2 separate regions of the Mus musculus genome follow, and region 1 is linked to region 2. A link is a contact called in public promoter capture Hi-C data. All regions are on one chromosome and are shown on one strand. The core of a region is the stretch at or near the end of the contact, and the rest is flanking DNA. Distances in the headings are between cores, read along the strand shown.

Region 1 (6,035 bases), core at 85-2,584, 370 kb before region 2:
AGGAATTCAAAGCTTAAAGTCTATCAGTGAAGCAGAGGGCAAATATCTGTCCTAAAGAGGAAATAAAAGAGTTTCAACATGCTTTAAAGCACTGTAGCAAAAAGCCATACACAGAAGCACCTAGGAAAACACAGAGCACTGTGTGCCCTGGCCAAACACTAGGAAAAAGAAAGGCCTACCCATTGAATAGGACTTGGGCCAGTTTGAAGAGCTCATGGCCAATTTCAACACTGGATGGCCCATGGCGAGTTTCAACCACCTGGAGACTCTTCTGTACATGGGCAGCAGACTTTAGCCAGTTCCCTGTGAGAAGAGAAATGTCTCATTCCGGAAAAGAAACACCATTAGCCTAAGGCTCTGGGGGCAAGGAATGCAGAATGGGAGGGAGAAGAGCGTCAATTCAGATGGCAAGAGAGAACCAAACAGACAAGGCAAGGGCCGCACTGAACACACGGCAGGGAAGGAGAACTCCGGCTATACCTAAGGTAGCATACCTAAGGTAGCATGGGCCTGGGCCAGGCCATCTTCAATTTCCCCCAGTACGGTGTGCTCTGCTGACAAGAAGCTCTCAGCAGCCTCCCGGCACCGCAACAACTGCTGAATGGCTTGCTCTATGGATTCAAAGGAAAAATGCCTCACAACAGATACAGATCTAGTCCTGGACACGAGAGACCACGTTGCAAGGTCTCTATCGGTTAGGTCAAAGTGAAAATGCCTCTTTATCTCACGGAGTCAACAGCCGGGCATTCCAGGGAAGCTGTTGGTTGCTTATGTTTTCTCTTTCAGTAAAAGAGGTGTTAGATGAGGCTTCCTCACATTTACCCTGGGCTTCTAACATCCATTTTCCAACCAACATTTAACAACCAACTCTACATTCCTCCTGTAATCATTAGTTTTCTTGACTCTAGGCTAAAGGTCAACTTCAGAATCTAGGCTAGAATAGTCAAAACAGATTCCTACCATGTCAGGGTCTAACATCGAGTTCTGCAAATCCCTTTCTGAAAAGAGAGGAGTCCTTTCTTTCTCTCAGCTCTCAGCTCAGGCTAGCTACCGAGCTCTACTCCTGAGTCACACCACGAGCCCAGGCAGCACTCAGGACTTGCTGCTGCTGCTGAGGGCAGAGCAACCTTCTCGGAGCTTAGGTCCTTAAGCTGGGAATCAGATGATGGCATTGGACCTCTGGAGCCACACAAAGCCCATGGAAGTCAGACAGCCTTTCTGGTGCTCGAGCTGCTAGAACTATCTGGCGCAGCAGACACAGCTTAAACCATCAGGAAGACTTTCAAGGGCACCAGAGTAACAGCTGGTCACAGTCTGGTCTCACTGGCCTACATAGCCATCTTGTGGCTGGTGCTGGGATAATTAAATTCAAGTCCTCAGTCATTTATTGAGGACTGCTCAGTAAGGCAAGGTGATACCAAAATAAACAAGGGAAGGGCTGAGGCCTAGGGCGAGGGAGCCAATCTCACCTGGTTTACCGGTTCGGAGAAGCTTCTGGGCCATGCAGACCTGTTGCTGAAGGTCCTGCAGGCGAGAGACTAGCTGGTCCCTGCTGACAGAGTTTGTGCAAGATTCGTTGCTACAGCTCAGCACATCATTTCCCTGTGGAAGTCAGTTCTATTTTTATTCCTAAGCGAGAACAGTTATCAATACTGCATATTGCATGTACTTGAGCTAAGGAGTCACTGACCTGATGAGGAAGAGACTTCTTCAATAACACACGCAAACAAGGCCTGAGTGAATTCTGATAGCAATTCTAATGAAAGAAGCAGCTAATCCCACTCTGAGGTTTAATTTTTGAACAGAATTGATAAGCGTTTGTAATCCTTTTCACCTTAGCAGCCCCTCTCATCTCCTTTTGGGACCAGGACTTTAGATGATAAACACACGTATAATGGCTATTTTAAAACGCCATAGGAAAACCAATATAGAAAGCTGGATGGGTGGTGGTAGTGTACAGCAGCACTCTGGAGGCAGAGGCAGGCAGATCTCAGTGAATTTGAGGGTAGCCTGGTCTACAGAGTGAGTTCCAGGACAGCCAGGGCTACACAGAGAAACCCTGTCTCAAAAACAGACAAATAAACAAACACAGAACTCTGGATGTGGTGACACATTGCAGTAAAGTGGCACTTGGAAACTAAAGGCAGTAGGATGGCAATTCTGAGGCCAGTCAGCTTTAGAATAAATTCTAGATCAACCCTGCAGGAAGAGAGGAAGAAGCAGAAGAGAGATATGGCTCAAAGGATAATCATCTTACTAGGAATCTATCAGGGAAAGCCAGGTATAGGCCTGTAAATATCACTGCATTTGAGAAGCTGGGACACGAGGATCTCAAGTTTGAGGCCAGCCTGGGCTCTGAAGTGAACTCTAGGTTATCTGGGGATACAGAGTAGAAGGAAGACTGTCTCAAGAGTGAGCAGGATCGAGGGAGCACTAATGCACAGGGCGCTTAGGCCCAGCATGGTGGCACACCTGGGAGAGGTAGCAGAGGGCAGGAGCCAAGGCTACACAGAGAGACGCTGCCTAAAACACAAAACAAAACAAAACATGCTGGGGAAGGCTTCATTCTTGACCCTTGGCTTTACAATTTTCAACACAGCCAATTCCATTTACTTATTTCTAATGAGAATGCCATGCTCTGGTGTGGAGACCATTTTGCATTGGGGCATGAATGTTGAAGACTCCAGTGTCTACACCATTACCTGGCAGTAGCACCCAAGGGTCTGCTCTCATGCTCTCCACTGTGGCTCTTCCCTCTGGGTCAAAGGCTGAGGGAAAACTATGTGGGTCGGATTTTCCCACAGTTACTACAGAGTGTGTCTGATGAGGCCAGCACAGAGAGATGGAATTGAACAGACAGAAAATCCACAATCTGGGTCCCCAGATTAAACCATCTCTGAAATAGCTCCTTGGAATGGTGATCTCTTAGATGGGGTGTCACTTGAGACTGGCCTCCGACTTGAGATCCTTCTTCCTCAGCCTCCTGAGTGCTAGGGTTACCAGTACCCAAGTGCTAGGCCTGATGCACAACTTTTGATGACTTATTTGAGCAAGTAAATTTCTAGGGCTTTTTTTTTTTTTTTTTTTTTGGTCCCTTTGTGTAATTTAAGATTTTGTGTCACTTATAGGGAAAATATTAGGAAATACAACCTGTGTTTTCTGCAGGACCGGGCGACATGTAGGGAGGAGTTACAAGAAGGGAAGCAGGAATGGTTCTCCTGGCGACTGACAACCTTTAGCTGGAGCCCTGCCCCTGGGAACAGCAGAGATTTACCTGCATGAGCGCTCTGCAAGTCTTACAACAGAAGGCTTCCCATCTGGGAGCTGCAGCTGCTCTCAGTGTCTCAGCGTGACAGGCCCCACAGCGGCAGTCAAAGAAGTACTGAGAACTCAGCCTCTGCTGCCTCTCAGCAACGCCCATCCGGCTCTCGTGAGGCCCTGGAGAGAGATTACCCACAGTTCCTAGTCACACCAAGAGAGTCAATGCCTACTCTACCGAGGGGCTGGCCTAGTCATCACGTGACTGGCATGGTGGTGCTGGGTTGGGGTCCTGGCTCAGTGATAGACACTAGCCTAGCCTATATGAGGTTGGGTACTCTGCCCTATCATCTCAGAAAAAACAACAAAACACGGGTGAAAGTGGATACGTTTCCAAGCTGCTGGGGCAGGAAGAAAGAAGCCAAGAAAGTGCTCCTCGCTCATTTTCAGGATAGGCTGTCTACAAGGCATGGAGGGATATGGCTCACTGCCCTCAACGGGCTTTTTTATTACAGCCAGAAGACCTTTTTTATTGGCCCAAGGATGCATTGCCCTTTCCAGGAAAGACTCAGAGGATGAGTAGAGGCACTGGGCCCATATCTGCTGATTCCTGTCCCCTTATCCTTTTCATGTGAGGTGTGAGGCACAGCAGGGTAGTGGAAAGAAAGGCTGGCTCACCATAGCAGTGCAGAATCTCCTGTCCTTTTGCGATCCTCTGTGCTGCCCGGACGGTGGCGACAGTGCCAGTGAAGGACACACTGGTGTTGGGCCTGCAGGAGTGGTTCAGGAGGCTGACAACAGGGAAGATGCCTGTGGCAAGGCGTATCTGCCTGCTGTTGGTAATGATGCTCTCGTTAGACCCTGGAAGTGCAAGAACAGAAGGAAATGTGCGTCAGGACATTTGTCCCGTCCTTGTCATCTATTCCCCAGAAGATGAACTGAGCAGCTGGGCCTGAAGCCCATCTGAGTCATGGCTCTGCAGCCGGATCCGACAGAAATCAGATGGAACATGACTCATCGCAAACTCTGGTCCCCAGGAAGCAAAGTGAATGAGCACACACCGAAGCCTAACCATTATGTCTGTGTGCCACTCAAAACCCCAAGACTAGAATTTATAAAAAAAATAATCAAAAAGGGATTACCAGTGGGGTGCTTTCTAGACAGTTTCATAATACTTGTAGGACGCAGAAGCATAGCACTCCTAAGATTATCTCCCCACGATGTTTGAAGTCTAGGTGCTTTGGTTCAACTGCTCTTTGGTTGGCTACTAGAACGAGCATCCTGTCAGTGTAGCTCAGTTTATTTACTTACGCACCTTAAGTGTGTGCAAAACCCCGCAGCCTTCTTCATCCTACCCTTTGTCTAAAATTTTTGGAAACTGCTCTGCAGTCTCAGGTAAGCAAACCGTCTGTCCATGTTTTATTGAAGGTAGTCACTGCTCTGAAATCTCAGAGAAGCAAACTGTCTGTGCATGTTTTATTGAAGGTAGTCTTATGCCTCAGACAACCTCTTTTGTAGTACAGTCAGCTAGCACGACAACTGCAAGGAAGGAAGAAAGGGGCCTCTAGGCAGTGATGCCGGTCTCTATGAACTTCCATTCACACATATGTGAGTTCCTCATACCATGTGCACGGCTATGCTTAGTTAGGTTAGATTTCTGTTGCTATGGCAAAACTCTATTTTAAAAAAAGCAAAGGAAAGGTATGCTGAGGGATGCATGCTTGTAATTCTAACATTTGAGAGGCTGGGAAGAGAGGCTCAGCCTGGGCCATATAACTGATCTTGGCTTAAACAAAACCAAAAAAACCCCCCAAAAAACAGGCAGCAAAAGATGAGTTGGTTAACAAAAGTTAACAGTGGTCAAGGCGCTGGCAAGTGGACCTGGGAGACATGTAAGACCCAAGCTCTAACAGCCTACCTGCTCTTTAAACAAAATGCTAACTGATTTGGTTATGGAGTTTCTCAGGCCAAAGAAGTTCAGAAGCAGAGATCCTCCACGCGGGGAACACACAGCAGGGTTTTCTGGCAGTGGCAGGATAGTGATAGACCAGAGGAGGCAGAAAACAACTGTGTGAAACACAACAGCCTTGGGGCACACAAAAGGCCATCCCCACTCCAGGTTCATCACACACGCAACATTTCATTTAACTAGAGGCTTCTAACTGCATACCTACGAGGTCTTTGTAATAGACAAACATATGCCAGAAATAGGTATGATACATGTAAGATCGGCTACCTAGAAAGGCTTAAATTATGATCACAGCTTCGGTTTAAGCAGGAGGGAAATAATATTTCCAATAATCTGGGTGAAATGTGCAAAACACTGACTCTTAAAGGCAAACGGTTTTGTAAAAAAGTGGGAAACGATCAGACAACTGTGGTGTCACTGTCCGCGTGCCAGGAATCCTAACTAACCGCTTATCAGAAGTAACTAGTCTGGATACAAATGTAATGAACAAAGGAAACACCACGAACCATCATGTGAAAATGTTCGACAAAGGAAAAAATTAAATATAAGAACTATGTTGTCTCTCTGCAGACAATCCTATTATCTGTTGCTATGGGGGACAGGGACAGGGCATGTAAATACAATTCACAGGGAATCCAAATGACTCAATTTTAGTCAATAATTCTACAAACTGCATTAACATCTTTCATCAGAGCTTCTCTAAGTGCTTAGCTGGTTTGAGTGCCTGTCCGCCCCTCCAAAGCCTACCTTCTGGAACATGTGCTAATGAGCACTGAGAACGGTTAAAGGTAGGCAGCAGGAAGGAGCC
Region 2 (6,087 bases), core at 779-3,278:
TCCAGAGCACACTGCCTGCTTATATGGGTGCTCTAGGTGAAGAAAAGGTACAAATAAGGGGTGTTCTTCCCTAACTAAGCAGGTAGACATATCCCAAGCTATCTAAGAATGTGTGGGTCTTGGTCATCCCTAGACTGGCCTTGCTATCTGGCAACCATTAACAAAAGGCCTGTGTCCATGGCTTGGTCATAAGACAAGCACATACAGAGCATCTTTGATATGCTAAATTCAGTAGAGAACATAGCTACAAATAAATTGTGGGTTTTGTAACTAAAGGATCTTTTAGTAGGTTGACTAGAATTACCATTTACCCAAGTAACTATGATAACCATGGACCCAATACATTTCAAGTGAAAAAAAATGTATTGAGTGTGTAGTATATTCAGGATGTTCTTGGCCTCATACAGGCATTATGAGCTAGAAATGTCAAGATACCACTCCCTGAGAGTATTCATTTATGAAAGTAGGTAGGAAAACAACATCTAGACGGTCCAGAGCCCACTTACTTTAGGACTAGATTTAGGAATCTAGGTCTAGTCTAATGAACATCCATATCTATATATCTATATATCCATATATCCATATCTATATCTCTATCTGTCTGTCTGTCTGTCTGTCTGTATGTATGTATGTATGTATGTATATCTGAAGTTGTGCTGGCACTCAGACCAGCAAGTGATGTGGGTGGGGAGGAAAAGGCATTGTTTGCCTTGATATTTGCATGGTTCCTCTGGCTTTGTGTCAGGTAGCAGAGGCTGACATGAGCTGAAGAACTCATTAACATTGTGAAATAGCCTTTCCCCTTCTTTCCAAAAGCAGGCTTTCTTAAGGATTTAGGGGGATGGTTTTGGCTAGGGATGTCAGCCGGAAATATTTCTTACCAAGAAAGTCCGCTGAGGTCTAAAATTGGTTTTGGTCCCTCCTACAAGTGGGCAAGTGACCATACTTCCCAGTGTTCCTGTGGCCAAATACCTGCTCTCAGGCAGAAATGTTCTTCTTGCTCCTATGTAACAGGGAGACGTTCTCATTTTTTATTTTTTGAGAACATATTCATGGAAAACATAAACCAACTGTCGTCAAAGTTGTATGAAATCAGGAAATGGGGCGGCCGGGAGAAGGCTGCCATGTGGCCGGATGTTATGTATTTCTAATTAGTGCTATACATCTTTCAACAGCAAGTGTCCTTCTGCTGGAAACACAACACACTGCCCTTGTTATTGTAACTGTCAGAGAAGTGCTTAAACAGATAATCTCCAGGAAAAGTGATAAACACGTCCCCTCTCCCACCAGTGTGTGTGTGCAATGGTGCTGCCAAAGCAAAGCTGTGCCTGATGGCTCCAGGATGGCAAAGCATCCTCCTGCAGGAAATGGGAGTGAGGCAGAGAGGTGGGGAGGGAATAGGAGGGGAGCAGAAGAGAGGCAGGCCCACCTGCTTGGACCTGTAAGCCCAGCCAAGAGACAGTGACTCAGAATTACTGGTTTTGATCAACTCCTGGGATAAGGTACCAAGTCGTTGTATGGGAGAGATTTGGAGAAAACCCTAGTAGTTGGATGGGGTTTGGCTGGTGACAGACAAAAGCCTGCCAACAGTGAAACCAGCAGAATTCTTAGTACACATAGCCAGTTCCTGACAAGTGGATGGGAACAGTAATGAAAGACTGGCTCAGGGTGAGTGATATGTAAGTTCGCTACCCTGAAAGCAGTGGGAAGGATTCAGAGGACACTGGATCCACCACCCATTCTATCACAGACAAGCAACTAGTGCATTGGCTACATTACTAATAATAACTAAAGAAAAATTCAGTCAACCACTTCTTCACTGATTCCCCACCCCCATCTACTCTCAGAGAAAATGAATAGCTAGCCACCTCCAAGCCAGCACCACCTGGAGGTAATTTGTTGGCTCTTTTGTATCTTTCAAACATCAGGCTGTTTCTCTCATGCGTCAGTCACCAGTTAGATGCAGGGCTGGCATAGTTCCTGTGCAGCCCACCCAAAGCTCCCTGTCTACAGGAAGTGGGCAGAGAGAGTGTCTTTCTGCTGTTGCTTGAGCCACAGAGTTCTCTGTGACAGTGGCTAGCTAAGGAGGAGGTAGAAGGAAGCAGTAAGATCTCAGATCAAAAGCAAAGATGTTCTTGCCCTTGGGCATTTGATTCCCTTAAGCGTGGAATCAATGAGTCAGAAGAATGGAACACTGATAGACCCAAGCTACATACAATGACAATGGTGGAAGAGTTCGATTAACACAGTCTAAGACAAGCTGTGACACATCCCATAAACAGGGTATAGTCAAGAGGTCAGACAGAGGGACGGAGAAAGTTTCCTTATGATGAACCTTAATTGAAACACCTGATGCTTCAGTTGAGTCTTACAAGACTGTAAAACTGTCACAGGCAATGTCTTCTTCTTCATCTTCTTTTTTTGTAAAAGTTCTTTTCAAAGTAGTAGATGTGTAGGAAAAGAGCATTTAAAATTCCTACCAAAATAACCTCTCCCATTATTTGAAAAAAATACTTATCTAGGTGTGCAATTGGAGGAAACAGAAATTTCAATAGGATTCTGCCCACAGGAAGGTGATAATCTAAGGAAGAAGACAACTCATAGGGGAGCAGGGAAATAGACACCTTTTGTCTCTGAAAAGAATGAAAATATTTTCATCTACTATCTATCAAAGATTTTAAATGAAAGAGACCATTTCTAGGTTGAGCTGTAAGATATGAACACTGAAAGAAATGGATGGCACAGGAGGGACTGTGTACATTACCCCGGGGATGCATGCTGGAATGCTCAAAACACTCAATGAAGTCTGCCTATAGCATAACAAGAGCCAAAAACTACAGAGCCTACAATGCTGAAAGAAACTTGACCTCAACAGACAGAAAGAGAGCACTCACTTAAGCTTCATGAATGAAGCTATGTTGGACATTTTGTGAAGACTGATCTAGTTAAGAGTTGATGGTATAATCGCTCAGTAGAGGACTACTTGCCAAGCGTGAGGCCCTGGATTCAATTGCAGACACGTTCATACTCACACCATTAACCTAGTAACACCACAATAGGTTAGGGCAGCTAGAAAAGGGTAATGGAGTAGGGGCAGTTAGAAAAGCTAACCGAGCACAAATGCGTCTGAATGAAGAGGAAGTACATAACTATGTGGACAGAGCATAGGCGAACATGGTCATAATGCCAGCATTTGGGAGTTACAAACAATAGGATCAGTAACTTCAGGTTACATTTCAGCTACATGAGCCAACCCAGGCTCCAAGGCTCCAAGACACACTGTCTCTAAAAACACCAATAAAGAAACTTTGTATAAAGACCATTTCATAACCCTTATAACAGCAAATAAGTGACATGCAAGTGTGAGAAGTCCGCTAGGAGGAGGGTGGGAGAAAGTGAAAACAAATGACATGGGGAGGGCAAGAAAGAGGTAACAACTGGGAAAGGGGACCGTCTTCTAGTTCCAGAAGTCTGGAAAACTCAAGAAAGATAACCTCCATCAAAGGAGATGCAGGAAAGGGGCAGAGACCCAGGATTGCAGAACACCTGGAGACAGGGAAGTAGTGTGTCTCAAGAAGTCCCCAGCCACCACCTCCCTGCCAAACACACATACTTGGCTTTGGGCCAAATCCTGTCTTCCCAGAACAAAGACACTTCAGGGGGTCAGAAATACTTGGGGAAGAGTTGCTGGAGTAGGCCTGGGAAGTCTGAACTGGCTATCCCTGTGGAAGCTATTAGATATTCAGCACTTCATTTGTTTCCAATTCTTGGAGGAGTACAGCTCTAGGCTGTAGGGTGAGAGGTTCCTCTCTGACGTAATCAGGAAGCAGCTGCAAAATTAAGGAATCCCTCATGACATCATAAAAAGGGTCGATGGTTTACTGGGGAAAGTATAAAAATTAATTACATATCCCCACATGACTCTTTTCTCCTAAGTCTCTGTATAGCCCCCTTTACCCTCACACATTCTCTATCAACAACACCCAGAAGCTGCTCAATGCACATAATACAAAGGGCAGAAAAATGTGGAAGACAATGTACTCTGATGCACACTAACAGACAATACCTTACCCTAGTATTTTATGTATGTGGCATGTTTTACCAATGAGATTATAAGCTCCTTGAGGACAAAGTAACATTAAATTATTACACCCTTGATAATCAGAACCATGAGGAAGCTCAAGAACTGTACTGCTCATCTCAAGTAGATACATGCCTGTCTCACCTGTGGGCTTAACTATGCACAGTACGAGTCTACCACAGCTACATGTGATGTGTATGCACAACACATGAGGTCTGTATCAGAGCATCTAAGACATAGTGAGGTAAAAGTTAGGTGCACAACATTTAAATATGTTATCTCAAAACATTACTGAGTATTTTATGGGAGGCATCACTCCTATACTGACATCTAAAGAAATGGGCAAAAAAAAAAAAAAAAGTTTCACAGAAGAGCAAATCAAAAGGGAAGAGGAGTGATGGCTGGTGCCAGCTCAAAGTAAAGATAGTTTTTCTATTCCTGCTCTTCCTCCTCTATCTTTTAAAAAAATATATATTTCTTTTTTCCTTTAGAAATTATTTTTTAAGACCAGAAAGTCTTTCTTTCTACTGATGTGTCTGAAGACAGCTACAGTGTACTTACATATAAATAATAAATAAACAAACTTATTTATTTATTTATTTATTTTTGGTTTTTTGAGACAGGGTTTCTCTGTATAGCCCTGGCTGTCCTGGAACTCACTTTGTAGACCAGGCTGGCCTCGAACTCAGAAATCCACCTGCCTCTGCCTCCCAAGTGCTGGGATTAGAGGCATGCACCACCACGCCCAGCTAAATCTTTTTTAAAAAATATTTTTTTAGTTAATTAATATAGGGTTTGTTTTTTTTTTGCATGTATGCATGTCTATGCACTATGTTACTGCTTAGTGCCTATGGAAGCTAGAAGAGACTCTACTGTAGAAGAACAGTAAGTGCTCTTAAGCATGGAAACATTCTTCAGCTTGTCTTTTTTTTCCCTCCTCCTCTTCCTCTTGCTTCTTCTCTTCTTCCTCCTCCTCCTTTTTTTTTTGTTTTAAATTAAGGTCTCACTATATATCCCTGACTGGCCAGAAACTTAAACAGGTCCTATTGCCTCTCTGCCTCTGCCTCCTAAGTGCTGTGATTAAAGGTGTGGGTTTCTAAGACTTTAAAATTAAAGTCCCAATTCAGAAGAGGAACAGCTGATAGATTTAGCATATAAAAATAAAAATCTTGCGAGACATGGTAGCACACGCCTTTAATTGTAGCACTTGGAAGGTGGAAGCATGTGGATCTCTGAGTTCCAGGACAGCCTGGGCTACACAGAGAAACCTTGTCTCAAAAAGGATGACTGACTAACTAACTAACTAGGTTAAGAAGACTTGCTGCTTTTGCAGGGACCCATGCTTGGTTTACTGCATCAATGTGGTGGTTCATTCACATCAGTCTGTAACTCAGTTTTAGGGTGCGACACCCTCTTCTGGCTTCTTTGGGCACCAGGCACATACACACTACATAGAAAAATACACAAACATGCAGGTGAAACATTAATATACATAAAAATAAATGAAGAGGAGGAAGAGGAGGAGGAGGAGGAAGATGAAGACTACCACTATGGTGCTGGAGGGATGGCTCAGCGATTAAGAGCACTTTCTGAATTTCCAGAGGACCCTGGCTCAGCACCCACAGCTTACCATTGTTTGTGACTCCAATTCCAGGGATTCTGATGCCCTCTACTCCACAAGATTCTGCGTGTATGTGAGGCATATCAGCTTATGCAATCACACACATACATATAAAAATAAAAGGTACATAAGTAATTTAAGAGGTGAAAACCTTTTGCTCTACAAAAAACCCTATGAAGAAAATGAAATGGCAAGTTATAGAGAAAGATTAGAAATTACAAACTATATCATCTATCAAACACCAACCACTAGACTAGGAAGTACCTGGACTATATAAAGAACTTACAAACATAACAAGAAAACAAACAGTGCATTTATAAAATGAACAAATTACATGAGTAGGCATTTCATATTGCCTACTAAATGGAAAATAAGCACATGAAAA

Evidence for each region. Promoter capture Hi-C pulls out the DNA fragments that hold promoters and counts their contacts.
Region 1: a promoter capture Hi-C map of hippocampal neurons shows a contact between it and region 2, with 1.7 times the contacts expected there. The contact joins two enhancer-like sites. A contact is called at or near these places in 7 of 39 promoter capture datasets (the C10 cell line, cranial neural crest, hippocampal neurons and 3 more).

Annotation. Positions count from the first base shown.
Region 1 is chr11:75,397,685-75,403,719 of GRCm38.p6, reverse strand. Smyd4 (SET and MYND domain containing 4) reads right to left here. Exons shown (of 11, transcript NM_001102611.1): 6 at 3,937-4,119; 7 at 3,275-3,438; 8 at 1,470-1,602; 9 at 495-611; 10 at 180-303. Among named protein-coding and RNA genes, the nearest start is that of Serpinf1, 22 kb to the left of the region's middle. Within about 2 kb of position 1,334, at least 141 of the 459 cell types and tissues checked have an H3K27ac peak or open chromatin away from gene starts, as enhancers often do. A contact at or near this core is called in hippocampal neurons, where this site is marked.
Region 2 is chr11:75,029,057-75,035,143 of GRCm38.p6, reverse strand. The region is part of intron 10 of Smg6 (Smg-6 homolog, nonsense mediated mRNA decay factor (C. elegans)); the gene reads right to left. Among named protein-coding and RNA genes, the nearest start is that of Gm51907, 100 kb to the left of the region's middle. Within about 2 kb of position 2,028, at least 39 of the 459 cell types and tissues checked have an H3K27ac peak or open chromatin away from gene starts, as enhancers often do. A contact at or near this core is called in hippocampal neurons, where this site is marked.